Linked DNA regions of Zea mays: all the other regions are linked to region 1. The links are chromatin contacts, called in public Hi-C maps. All regions are on one chromosome and are shown on one strand. The core of a region is the stretch at or near the end of the contact, and the rest is flanking DNA. Distances in the headings are between cores, read along the strand shown.

Region 1 (4,542 bases), core at 564-3,063:
GTCTGGCTTGGCATCTCAAGCAGCAGCGGCGGCGAGGCGACGGCGCTGAATTTCACGACGACGGTTTGGGCACCGTCGATCGCGGTGAATTTGGCGCGCAAAGAAAGCCCGCTCACGCGCAAACCAGAGTACGCGCGCGATCCGAAGCCGTACAACGCTCGTCGACTCCACCTCGGACCACAAGCCCTTGCCGCCGGTGGGACTGGATAAAGACGGGCATTGTTGCTACTTGATCGGAGAATCTCAGAACGCAACAAGAATTCGAGCACGAAAACACTGGGTACGGGGAGCTTCTTCCTTTCTACAGCGTTGCAACATGTTCCGCTGACAAACGGCACCGTTAGAAATGTCGGCGCCCACGTGTCAGTGGAACAGTTTGCGAGGCCTAAATGCTTTTTCCCATAGCTTTCATGTCAAGGTAAAATGAAAAGGGAGAGAAAGAAAAGAAGGATAAAACCCCCGAAATGTAATGGTCGTGTAAGATTTTGGGGGTGAAAATGGACTGAACAAGTGGGAGAACGGTGAGAGAGAAGTTTATGTTTACAGGGGTCAGTCACAGTGACAGGGAGACGATGAATTCACCGGAAGCGGCCACCATCGGCGAGCTTCCAGGAGCGGCAATGGTGGAGCGAGGCGCTGGACGTGAGCGGGTGGAGTGGCGACGGGCGGAGATCGCCGGAGACGATCGCGTCCGGCGGGTGGCCGCCACGGAGGTGCCTCGCCATGCTGGGCCGCACGAGCGGGCTGATGCACATCGAGAACCCCGAGACACCGGCCCCGGGCGCTCCCAGTCCCGAGCGGCGGCGGCACGGGGTTTTCCGCATCGGCGACGGCGAAGGCAGCCACAGCGACTCCGCTGGGGAAGTGCACTCCTCGCCGTCTCCGTCGGTGTACCTCACAGGCGAGAGCCCCCGGCCGCTGATCCCGCGGCACGAGCGCCGCGGCGGGGATGGCGGCGGCAAACCGGCCTCTCTGTCCTTCCTCCCACTACGGCGGGAGCGCGGCACGATCCCCGCGAGCCACCACGAGGACCTGTACTTCGCCCCCTCCTTGTCGCGGCGTTTGTCGTCCTCCGACCTCTGGCCGAAGAGCGCGGCGAGCACGGAGAACCTGCCGCGCCGCCTCCGGAACCCGATGTCTCCGTCCTCGAACCCGGCTCCTGATCCGGCGCCGTACGCGGGGCCGACCTGCGGCGTCCGGAAGAAGAGCAGGCTGCCCGGTGGGCGCCCCCGCGGCGCCGACGCGTCGGACTTGCGGCGGCACACGTACGGCGACACCGACCTCGGGAACACCGGCTCGGGCTCCTGCTCCTCCGGCGGGGGCGGGGGCGGGGGCAGCGAGGACGCCGCGTTCTGCGCGGCGGCGAGCGCGAGCAGGCGGTCGCGGAGGCACGGCGCGCAGACGCCGACGCCGCCCTCGTACGGGTGCCTGGCGCACCTCATCGTCGATCTCCCCTTGCCGCTGCCGTGACCATTAAACGAGCTCTGTCCCTTTTCGTTACTCGAGGCTGTCTGGTGTCTGCGTAGTCAGCTCCTCCTCCAGTGGTGGAAGGGTAGGGTAGGAGTATCTTCTCTGCGACCGGCTCTCTCTCCTCTGTGCACTGCAGCGCGATTGGAAATTTCGATTCCTCGCTCGAGGACGGTGTTTAAAATATGGCTGGATCACGTGAGAAGGCGTGCGTGCGTGCGTGCAAGAAAGGAAGAGATGGTTTGCGGTAAACGAGCTGGTTTCGTTTCAGTAACCGTGCTCAGACCCCGCATGCAAACCAGTACGGGCAGCAGCACTAGGTTTTCGTGTCCCGATGGCGGCAGCGCGTGCACGCGTGCTCCGCCCGCGTGGGATGGATGCGCTGCACTGCACGCTTGGCTAATGCAAGTCCGGATCTATCCGTATGCTAAGCACCCTGTAAATCCATGTATGCTTATTGCTTAGTACTCCCTCCGGTTTCCTATTAGTTGTCGTTTTGGATAAGGTTCGAGTCAAACTTATAAATTTTTTACTACAAATAACTATTTTGTTATTTAGTTTTGGAACCTAATATTTATATGCGCCAATTTATCATAAAAAGTACTTTTATAAAAGTATAAATGTATTAAGAGTTCATTTGTATTTTAACAAAAAATATTGGTCAAAGTTATATTTTGGAGACCGTGTCGTTGTCCTAAACAACAACTAATAGGAAACCGGAGGGAGTACTACTGATCCATGTACTGTACGCAGTGGCTCGTACAGCGTGCAACCTGTGCATCCAACGGGAGCTGTGCACGGCGCGTCGGCGCCGTATCCTGTACGGCTGACCAGGCCACGGGCGAGCTTAGCAGTACCACTGCACTGCACTCCGTGAGTCCGTGTCGTCCGTGACGCCCAAAGCGACGGGCCAGGCGAAGCGATCGTCTCCAGCGTTCTCGAGCTCTCGCCGGCCGTCGACGAGCCAGCTCGCGGGCGGGAGAACTCGACGACCACGACGCAGGTCCACTTCCGAGCCGAACCTTCCTGCACCTGCACCTGCAATTGACCCGGCGAAAACGAAGCGTGATCGACGCTGCGCCGGGCAGCTTTCTCGTGCCCTCGGGTTACAGAATGCAGAATAATCCTTATCTGCCGCATTCCCGGCAGCAGCAGCGCCACACAAACACGGTGTGACGGGCCCGCTCGGTCACACACTCGACACAGCACGGGCCATCGAAAGCTTCCCACTACTAGCCGGAGTTTCTTCTCCGACGGAGTCAGCACTCAGCAATCACGTACATCTCACCTGGTTTCTTCCCACCAACACTACCGGAATCAGCTTCTTTGCCGTGTGTTCTAAACACACGGCAAAGGCTATTTTACACTCGGCAAAGCCTTTGCCGAGTGTAACACTCGGCAAAGAACGCTCGGCGAACTGTACATCGGCAACAGCTTCTTTGCCGAGTACTTTTTGTCGGGCACTCGGCAAAGACTTTGCCGAGTGCCATTTGGCACTCGGCAAAGAAAAGTCACCGTCACGGCGCCAAGTGACGGTGACGGATCCTTTACCGAGTGCCAACGGCGACACTCGGCAAAGACTGGTCTAGTGGACCCCACAGCCAGTCTCTGTGCCGAGAGCCCTAGTAGGCACTCGGCAAAGGAGGTTTCTTTGCCGAGTGTCTGGTGGACTGGCACTCGGCAAAGAACCCTCCAGTGGGCCCCTTTGCCAGTCCCTTTGCCGAGTGCCTTGGCAACGGCACTCGGCAAAGACATCTTTGCCGGTTCCCAGGTTTCCTTCTTTGCCGAGTGCCATGGTCAGCACTCGGCAAAGATGGCTTTACCGGTTCCCAGGTTTCCTTCTTTGCCGAGTGCCATGGTCATAGCACTCGGCAAAGCGACCTTTGCCGAGTGTTACACTCGGCAAAGTGACCAGGATGTCCCTTTTTTATTTGTTTTTGTTGTTCCATCCAAACAAACAAAAGATATATATCATTCACATCACATTATATATCATTCGCATCACAGAATCAACACATTTATCATCAACACCATATATATCACAAATATCACCACATAAATCAGGTTTCACAGCACATAAGTCTCATTAAGTATCTCACAAGACCAAGTATAACTAACATCACCAACACTCACAAATATAAGTTTGGATCATCACAAAACAGATATAAGTCTGGATCATCACTAACATCACCAAGTATCTCACAAGACCAAGTCTAGCCAAACATCACCAACACTCACAAGACCAAGTCTGGATCATCAACGAGGTGGGCATCTGGACTGGTTCGGCGAAGGGCTGGACGAAGCATGAGGGTTGTTCGACGCCGCCGATTGACCCTGCATAGAGAGTAGATTGTATGTGTGAGAACATATGAATATATATCATGCAGTACTAAAATTTTGATACTCACAGGAGTAGTGAACTCAGCAGGGTCAGTTGCAGGGAACAACGGAGGTGGTGGAGCATGACCCTGTGCGGCGCCAAGGCTCTGCATGTACGCGAACATCTCCGCCATCCTCTTCTCCAGCTCCTCACGTTGCCTCCTCTCATCATCTAGCTGAGTCTGTAATATTTCGCCCTAATGTTACGATAATGCAAAGAGAAGATATATAAAAATTAATGAACGATGAATAGATAAGGAATAACCTGGAGTTGCTGGATACGATGCTGTGAGGTGTCCTGCCGAGGTCGTATGGCTGGGCTCGCGCTCGTGCTCCTTGCTCGCACCTGAGAGAGAGTGGGAGTGGAGGACGAGTCGATTGCCCCGTCGGCAATCCAGTACCGCCCATGCCTCTTGCCTCCTCCGACCCTCATGAGGACATCTCCGTCGATGTCCTCGGTCCTCGGATCGTAATCTGGCCCATGGACCTCCTTGGCCATTGCGGTGTACTCACTGAGTCGGCTGTGGATGGCGGGGTTGGTGTACGCCTCGGGCCCGTCATCCGGGTTGTAGGTGACGTCGGACGTCGCCTTCCCCTTGTGGGCCATGGCATATGCCGAGAACGTGGAGCAAGGCGCGCCACCATGTGCCGCCGACTGCGAGAAAACCAACGATATGGTTAGAAATCATGTCTAAT
Region 2 (4,542 bases), core at 1,077-3,576, 250 kb before region 1:
GGCCGTGCGAGCACGCTTTCGGGGGTGGGCCGTGGGCGCATGCTTGCGTTGCGTTGCGGCCGCACGAAGCGCTCGAGATTCCATCGGTCCGGCAGGCAGGCAGGTTTCGCCCCGGGGAGCAGCATCTCTGGAGATACGCGCCCAGCTTTGTTTACGGATGCTTGCGACTGTATCCCGTCCCGTGCGTAGCACGCGAGCTGCTTGTTCGGCGGCCGGCGAGAGAAGAGACGCACGGTGGACTGACGGACGGACGAACACCTGCGGGATGTGGCAACGTGGACAGCTCGCCTGATCCTCTTTCACAGTTTCACTGTCAAAGAAAGAAAGAGATAGAGATAAAAAAAAAGACAAAACGATGGGAAGCGTTCGCATTCCATCGCACAGTTGTTGGGCGCTGAGTGGGGGGGGGGGGGGGGGGGGGGGGGGCTGACGCGTAAAAGTGCGGGCCGGGGCCGCTGCGCTGGTTTTGGCGTGGACGGGCGGGCCATGCTGCGGTTGGCGCAGGCGGTGAGTCACGCACAACAAGGCAGCGGGTGATTCGACACATGTTGGGTCTGCGCGTCCACGGACCACGCCTTCTCTTTTTCTTTTTTTTTTCCACAGCCAGCCCCATGGCCGGCCCCATGACGTCTCTCGCCGCCATGATTGGGTGAGGTGGGGACTGCCGGTGACTCAGCGATGAGTAGTGAGTGCGACGTAAACAAAAGATAAAAGGAGAACCAAGGGTGTTCTGACGTGTGTGCATTGATTTCGGACATTTTTTTGGATCTTTTGTTTCACTAGCTTCACACTGACTCCGGATATAAAAAACTTAATACTGCTACTTTAGTAGTAATTGTATGTATCTATAGCTGTGGTTACGCGACTGGAACACTTGCGCAGCTAGTTGTTTTGTCGACACCTCAGCTCGACGAAGCCGCTGCGCCTGCGCTGCACAGTCATGTCAGACTATTGGTCGCTCAGAATTCCGTTTACTCGCAGGTTTCGGACGGATCCAAGACGTAACTTGTCAGTCAGTCTGTGCCTTGGGGCCGACGGCCGGACGGGGTTCGGACTTCGATCGGAAAAAGAACTGATGAATCTGAGGTGATTATGGTTCACCCCGGGTGCCATTTCCCATGACTGGAGATTCGATTCCAGAAATCTGAGGTGAATTCAAGACTTTTATTAGTGGTAAAACTTTGAGAATCTGCTATAATTAATTATCTCCACCGTCTGCTAGCTAGACAGATGTACACTTTTTGTTTAATCAGTCTCGAGATCAAACGGCCCGGCCGCAGATTTTGTGGCGCGGTCTTCGTCTGAACGCTCAAAGGAGACCCGGCAGGCATATCGTTTGCCAAGCTTCATCTCATCGGTTGGTGCGGAAGAGATCAATCGAAACACGTGAAGGCACACAAAAAGCAGTCAGGAACAAGAACATGTCTGCGATCAAAATTTTAGGGCTAGCACATAACATATGCTGGAATGATTCGTACAGTTATTACAGGCCGATGGTGCTCCCGCACACACCCTCACGCCTCAAGCTCTAGCACACACAGCCCAGAAGATCCCGTCAGGGGAACACATAAACAAGGGGAGCAGAGCACGTATGGCGTCGGTTTAAGCTTCCAACCCGCAGATCAGGTTCGATCTGTCACCTTCTTCGGTCTTCAGATCCATCCACCTCCGCTTGCCTCTGTTCCGCGCACGAAACTCGTTGTGCGGCGCAGCGCCCCGCCCGGCCAGCCAGGAGCGGAGCGGAGCGCCGCCCCCCCAACGGGATCTCTTGCAGCTGTAACGCTGCTTCAACCAGCACGGCCTTCTTCTTCTCCTCCTCCTCCTCCTCCTTTCTCGGCGTCGCTGTGCTTGCTTTTACTACTGACTAGCTGGCCACGGACACGTCCGCCTTGGCGCCCACGGACGAGGCCCCTCTGCTCCGCTGCGACTGCGACTGCTGCTGCTTCCGCCGGCTGCTGGCCGCCTGCCTTGCGTACGCCGCGTCGTGGTGCATCTGCTCGTAGCGGCAGTCCTCGCTGCAGAACGGGGTGTCGCCCTTGTACATGAAGATGTCGCTGTTGCGGCTCAGCGGCTTGGCGCAGAGCGCGCAGGCGTCCAGCGCGTGCCGCCCGGGCTCGCCCAGCGGCTCCGCGTCGAAGAAGAAGGCGCAAGCCACGGACGTCGCCATGCCTCGTCTGCTGCTCTCTGGCTGGCTATATCTGTCTCTCCAGACCAAGCTTGCTGGCTGCGCTGCGCAGCTTTGCTAGATGCTTGCGCCGCTTTGGAGAGTGGGCAGGAGGGGGGGAAGAGAGTGAGTGCGTGCGAGTTTCTCTGCTCTGGTGAGCTTGGCTCGCAGCGAAGTAGACCGGGTGCGTATTTATCGTTGCGAGCTGAGGAACACGACAAGCGGGACTGACGTGGAGCTTACCGGAAAGCTGGGGCCATGGGTGATTCTCGAACCAGCTAGCGACGGGAGCAGAGATGGCAACACCTGCGACCCCATATCCGATGAATTTTACTCTATTATGGCTATTTTAGAGACTCCATTATTCCTTAGGATTCTCTTTTTCTAAAGAAAAATTATTACATTTTATCTTAAAAAAATAGAGATCACTCGAGAAAATAAAGTTTTTAAACTAGCTGTTATGATATGTATATAGACTAAATGTTCAAAAACCTTCACTCAATGGCTAAACGGCGTCCCGTCCTCACCCATGCCCATTAACCCTCACTCATACCCATTAACCCGTGGGTATAAAATACCTGCTATAAACATAGCCCAAAGCATGAACTTGACCTCCCGTCATTCATCTCTTTTGACTAATTAACAACATTTTGAATGATAATGTCATAGAAGGCAGCTGAAGGCTTAACAACTATTTAATGATCATGTTATGGAATATGTAATGTGTTACGTGGTATTATCTTAGTGCTGCTACTTTATCCAATTATCTATGATGCTCTTAAATAGATGATTGAATGATGCTAGAAATTCTGTAATAATATGTAGATGTATATACTTTACATTTGTATATTGTATATGTTTAATCTTTGTGGGTATGCTTGTGGCACAATGTCTAGTAATTTAAGCTTCCACTGCATTTAAACATAATTGGGACGATTCAGAAATTTAAAAGGTGTGGTACTATTGTCAGATTTGTTTTTGTGTGCATTAGTATTCAGGCACATAAGTTCCTCAGCTTGTCTGCTTGTAGTGCATAAGGTGAGGTGCATGTCAGCACATCAGTGACTAACTCAATTGTGTAAACTGCATGATTGGTTTGGGGTTCCAAGTTGCATGGGTTTTAGTTGGCGGCGGTAATGACTACAGATTGATATGCAATTTGTTCGGGTAAACAAATATATTCAAGTATTCAACTATGAGTTGTACCCCCCCACCCACCAAATTCTATAATGCGGTTTTTGTAATTTTGCTTTTCACGCTTGTTGTGATCCATTACGCTCATATACCATATGTTTGGTTACCTGCGTTAGATCAATTAGGCTCTTCACATGCATTGACCAGACCTCATCCTATGTTTGCTTGTCTGTATGGAACAAACAGGTTCCGGATGTGCTGGTGTAATCATAGCCAAATTATACATCTTTTCTTGCATCCACACAGACGTGATCCAAGCGCGTATCCGATTAGTCAGGCTACAGCTAGCCAGACGCTAGACGCTCGTACAACCAATCACATGGATAATGACAACATACATCATTTGCTTTCTCTTTTTCTGTAGGAAGTTTCAGGAATGGCCACTTCTCTGAAGGAGCCTCAACAGGCTGCTGCCTCACCAGCTTCCAGTGGCGAACCGTCTCCCTCTGGAAGAACGATGAAAGGCGACAAGAATGAAAAATCCTAGGCTTGATAAATCATTATGCAACTCAGGTCTTCTGCTGTTCCTTATGCGCTGAGAAGATTATACCAATTCAGGACTTCAGAGGACGAGGCACACTTGCATCGTAGGAATGTAAATATAATAGGAACACTGTTCATAGTTGTCCACTGTTCTGCTTTAGCTTCTTTTTTTCGTGGCGGCCCGCTTCATGTTTGAATCCATTTTTATCCAGGGGTAACGTAAATGCTGTTGTATTTTTGTTAGAACAAGGAAATGCTGTAAAAAGATGGTTGGTGAATATTGTGTTTTGAATAGCCATGTTTGCTTGAATTGTTTCAGTGGATTTGATTGGATCGGCTAGGACTAATTGTTATCTGCAACTAAAAATTAGATGGGGCTGTTTTGGATCTTGACATATTGTGTGGAATCAATTATGTTGACTACTAGTTGTTAACGCGTTTGTGTCTGGATGGGCCGCGGCCGCCGGTGGCCTCGTTGCGGTGCTCGTGGGCTAGGCTACTGAGTGCAGACTCAAGTGGAAGGCCGGATCGGGTGCCGTCCACGTGCCTGAGGCCGGTCCATAAGACACCGTCTCCTGTCCTCCATGGCCCAACAGAAACCTACGTTTTCTCCGTCACGGCCCATAACAGGTTGTGACCCAAACCGCAACTAAACTGTGTAGGCCACTCTAATACGGAAGATACATTGGCAGCCCAAACTT
Region 3 (4,542 bases), core at 701-3,200, 150 kb before region 1:
ACAATTCAAAGAATATCTAAGCTCAGCATGATGCAACATATCATGACCCATAGTGTTTTAGCAAAGATAAATAATTAATCCAACCTTAAATAAGCTATTTCTACTCAAAAAGAGAGAGTGAGAGAGAGAGAGAGTGTGTGTCTAGACATAGATAGAAACTAGAGAGAGAAGAGTAACATCTGAATTTGGGTGATAATTAGAAAGAAATTTTATATCCCTAAATTTAGGGTGTTACACACCTATGTTTGACTTGACCGATCTTCACCTTGAGTAGACCAACTTGCACTTGTCAATGTCTCAACCACACACGGTCGATCCTATGACATCTCTAGTCCGTCGACAAGAACTCGCTTGACCTTCACCTCCGACGTCGACTGCCACATCTGGTACACACCAAAAGCTAAGAGATATGTTGTACAACAGTACATGACGTTAAAGTTAGTCAACACTAAACCAAAGCTAATCAACTCCTCGACCATCACTCATCATACTCAAACACCGTTGGCATATATAACCACACGTTCGTAGTTTCATCATCTCTAAGATGTCGAACGTTTCATGAATCAGATTTAGACATCTGATGCGAGATAGAGCATGCCTAATGCGCATATATATGACTATATGTGCCTGATAAAGTAAGAGCTTCTACGTTCTAAAGTCCAAACCAAGAACACCCAAAAGACGCAACGGAAAATTGGGAATAAAGAATGCACGTTTGGAGAGGTATCAGATCAGAGCCAATGTGCAACAGACTTGCCTCGATAGAAATGGTGTCCGAATCAGAGCATTTTGTGTATTTCTGACTCTTTGACGTCAAGGTTTTGAGGCACAACAGACCGACAATGCATGTGTTAGCGGATCGCGGCGCGGTCTAGAACCGGAGGGCACAACGACCGGATGGGCAACCGCCCGGAAAGGGCTCGTTCAGGTTCTTACGGACGTGGTGTGGCAAGTGGCAGCCAAACGGACTTATGCAATTGCCATGTAAAGGCTGCAAAGGTCTGGCAAGCCAAAATTAGGTAAAAAAATACTATAGATTTGACAATCCAAACGTGAAAGATTAACGAGTTTTGGTAGCAAACCAAATAATAGCTAAAATCATGGCTTGATAAATCTTTGGTTTGCCATATTCCGGAAGCCAACCAACCAGGGCCCAATGTCGCACGCACGTTTCGGCCCGCTAGATGCTCGTGTTAGTAACTCAGGTTATGACCTAGCGGAAAGAGTTGAAGCCCAGTTTCCCGAGAAGTTGAAGTTCATCTAGCAAGTTGATTTGGGCCCTGCAGGTCGTGACGACATTGTTAGGTGTTTCAATTAGGTTTTATTTAGATACTATAGTATTCACCTTAATATATGTGGATTGAGTTGAATACTAGAGTACTCAAACAATAAGATTCACAATTCCGTCCAAAAAAACAACAATTTAGGTTCTTTGAGTGCTTTAGTTTTTCTAAATTTATTCTAGGATTAATGAGCCTATTTTTTAATGGTAGATGTCTAGATGACCTATTCTACTTTTCCTAAGATTTTCTCTGTATGAGTAACCTGTCAGAATTTAACTTGTGAGATCTTGCCGATATAAAAAAAAAACGCCAGTCATTTATGGTACGGGATTAATAGGTTCCAAGAACCAGCCACAATCCATTTATTAGTTTCATATAAATGTCATAAATTTTTACTAAAATTTTCTCTGTATAGTAACATGTCATAACTGAACTTGTGAGAAAAACGCCAGTTATTTATGGTACGGGATTAATAGGTTCCAAAAACCAGCCGTAACCTATTTATATTAGGGTACTTTAAGCTGGTGCCCTCAGTTTTGTTGGTGTCTTCGTTTTTAAACTTAGTTGTATTTTTTTTCTTAGTTCTGTCCTTCTAGTGTTATAGAGCATAAGGACAAAATTGAGCAAAAAATGACTAAGGATAAAAATGAGGATATCAGAAAGGGCAGCAGCTTAAAAAACCTTTTATATTAGTTCAAAAGGACACCAGTCTATAAAAAGTATACTCCAAGCACATTTGAATTTGGATTTGCATTGTCAGTCAGGCCAGTCAAGGGGACCATGAAGCTTCTGCAAGCTCTGTGCCCTCTCGTCATCCTCCTCGCCTGCTCCACGTCCAACGCTTCCGTCCTACAAGACGCGTGCAAGTCCTTCGCCGCTAAGATCCCGGACACCGGCTACGCCTACTGCATCAAGTTCTTCCAGGCCGACAGGGGAAGCGCCGGCGCGGACAAGCGTGGCCTCGCCGCCATCGCCGTGAGGATCATGGGGGCAGCCGCCAAGAGCACCGCCAGTCACATCGCCGCCCTGCGGGCCTCCGAGAAGGACAAGGAGCGGCTGGCGTGCCTCAGCGATTGCTCCGAGGTGTACGCGCAGGCCGTGGACCAGACCGGCGTGGCGGCGAAGGGCATCGCCTCGGGCACGCCCCGGGGCCGCGCGGACGCGGTGATGGCGCTCAGCACGGTGGAGGATGCCCCCGGCACCTGTGAGCAGGGGTTCCAGGACCTGGGCGTGCGTTCGCCGCTGGCCTCGGAGGACGCCGGGTTCCGGAAGGATGCGTCCATCGCGCTGTCTGTAACGGCCGCGTTGTAAGCAAAGGTGTATAATCCTTTTCGATATAGGTTAAAAATGAATACCCTCGGCGGTTTTATGAGCTTTTGCAAGCTTCGTTGAACTGTTGTGAATTGTGATGATCTCGGGCTTATTAAGAAAAAACTGCTACGTATCAAACCAGTACATCATTTTTAAATTCACTACACTTACCATTTTGCACTGAGCTAAGAAGGCCTCATTTGGAAACTGCAATCTACATACCAACTTGCATTGGCAAGCAGCCAAGCACCGTTGTTGTGTCATGCTCATGCCCAAGCAGGCGCTGGGAACGGAAACAAGCGTGAAAATCCAAATACCTCAAGGCGCGTGAGTAATTGGCAGAAAGGCGAAGTGGACCGAAGCTGATGGCCCAACGGCCCAGGAACGACAAGCCCATGGTAGAGAATGAGAGAGAGGCGCTGCGACGCCCTGGAAACCGGCTTGTAACATAAACTTGATTTTCCTTCTCACGGATTCTGACGTGGGGGATGACAACGGATACCTAAAACCCACGTCCCAATAGATAAAAACTTTATTGGAGCATGGATATAACGATTTTTGGCAATCATGGATACTTTTTGAGTAATTTGTTATCAATGGCGGATCTAGAGGGGGGCTGGGTGGGCTCCAGCCCCGCTTGCGCCGACAACTTACAAGTAGGAGGGAGTAAGGGAGAGGACGAAAGAAGAGGAGAAAGAGAGAGGAAGGGAGAAAGAAGGGAGAAGAAGTAATAAGAAGGTGAAGAGAAAAAGAAGAAGAATATGATAAAAAAAGATAGTTAGCTTCTAGCCCTCTTTTATCATAGATCCTAGATCCACCACTGTTTGTTATACCTAGTGGATATAGTGGGCGTGGTTATATTCTCTCTTGCCCTATACCCACTATCCGATGGAGAACCCCTAAGCTATGACATATGAGTTTTGATTACTAGAGGTGTTTCATATGAAATAAAATTCTAAAACCTAATCCTAATTTCCCATGGTCCTAGTATCCCCCTCATCTAGACCACACCTGGCTAATTCGATGAATTTGTCATGCCGGACATAAAGATAATATACTATTTTAGTGTCATTTAATATTGATGAGGTATGGAGCTCCAATATTTTATATTTGATACTTACTTTTTGTGATTCAAAAGAGCATTTCTATTGGAATGATGGTGGACATGAATACTCGGTGGTTACCCGCTACCCGTGGTGGGTATGGGTATAGAGTAATTTTGTATCCATAATAGGTAGTGTGTATGGGTATGAGATATTTTTTCTCTAGTGGGTATGAGTATGGTTTTGTATGCTCACTGGGTATCTTATCCACTTCCATCCCTACTGTGGTACCAAATTCATGTGAACTCTCTCCCCAGATATTGGTAAACTACCACAAATCCACTTCTTATCTATCTAGATCAAAACAATTTGGTAGTAAGAGCACTCGTTATTTTTTTCTTTCTCCGATCGAGTTCGCCTCGCACCACAAAAAAGCCCACCAAGCTTGAGGCACAAATGGCGGGAACGCGGAGGCCACCTTGAAGCAGTTCCAGGGCATCGTGCTTCTCCATCAGTAGTTACTGGACAAGGTCTCCAGCCTGGAAAGCCACAAGACCACGAGTCCACGACATATAATCATTGGGTATTGTGTGTTGGGTTAATCTTATATTTAGCTAGTGTCGGCGTTCCGAGACCGGGGGGTCCCTGAGCCGACGAGTGAATGTCGCCGCGTGCCCCAGCCCAGATGGGTCGAGCGCGAGGGCGAGCGCGAAGGGGGGAGAGCGAGGCGGCCGGAGACCAGCGTGAGAGAGGTGGGAATCCCGCGGACTTCGTGTTCGTCCCGCGCCCAGGTCGGGTGCGCTTGCAGTAGGGGGTTACAAGCGTCCACGCGGGAGAGGGAGCGAGCGGCTCCAAGCGAGCGCGTGTCTCGTCCTCGTCCCCGCGCGGCCAACCTTCTCTAAGAG

What was found. Hi-C and Micro-C count contacts between places; a contact is called where the count stands out from the background.
Region 2: a Hi-C map of endosperm shows a contact between it and region 1, with 5 times the contacts expected there. The contact joins the promoter of LOC100274866 here to the promoter of LOC109943965 in region 1. A contact is called at or near these places in 4 of 25 Hi-C or Micro-C datasets (bundle sheath, endosperm, leaf and 1 more).
Region 3: a Hi-C map of ear shows a contact between it and region 1, with 2.9 times the contacts expected there. The contact joins the promoter of LOC103646016 here to the promoter of LOC109943965 in region 1. A contact is called at or near these places in 3 of 25 Hi-C or Micro-C datasets (ear, leaf and tassel).

Annotation. Positions count from the first base shown.
Region 1 is chr2:14,673,874-14,678,415 of Zm-B73-REFERENCE-NAM-5.0, reverse strand. LOC109943965 reads right to left here and starts at 1,813. Exons shown (of 2, transcript XM_020548170.3): 1 at 1-1,813. The coding sequence starts at 1,442. The coding sequence ends at 579.
Region 2 is chr2:14,923,076-14,927,617 of Zm-B73-REFERENCE-NAM-5.0, reverse strand. LOC100274866 reads right to left here and starts at 2,326. Exons shown (of 1, transcript NM_001149127.1): 1 at 1,427-2,326. The coding sequence starts at 2,167. The coding sequence ends at 1,865.
Region 3 is chr2:14,819,764-14,824,305 of Zm-B73-REFERENCE-NAM-5.0, reverse strand. It overlaps LOC103646016 (cell wall / vacuolar inhibitor of fructosidase 2), which reads left to right and starts at 1,950. Exons shown (of 1, transcript XM_008670754.4): 1 at 1,950-2,783. The coding sequence starts at 2,064. The coding sequence ends at 2,594.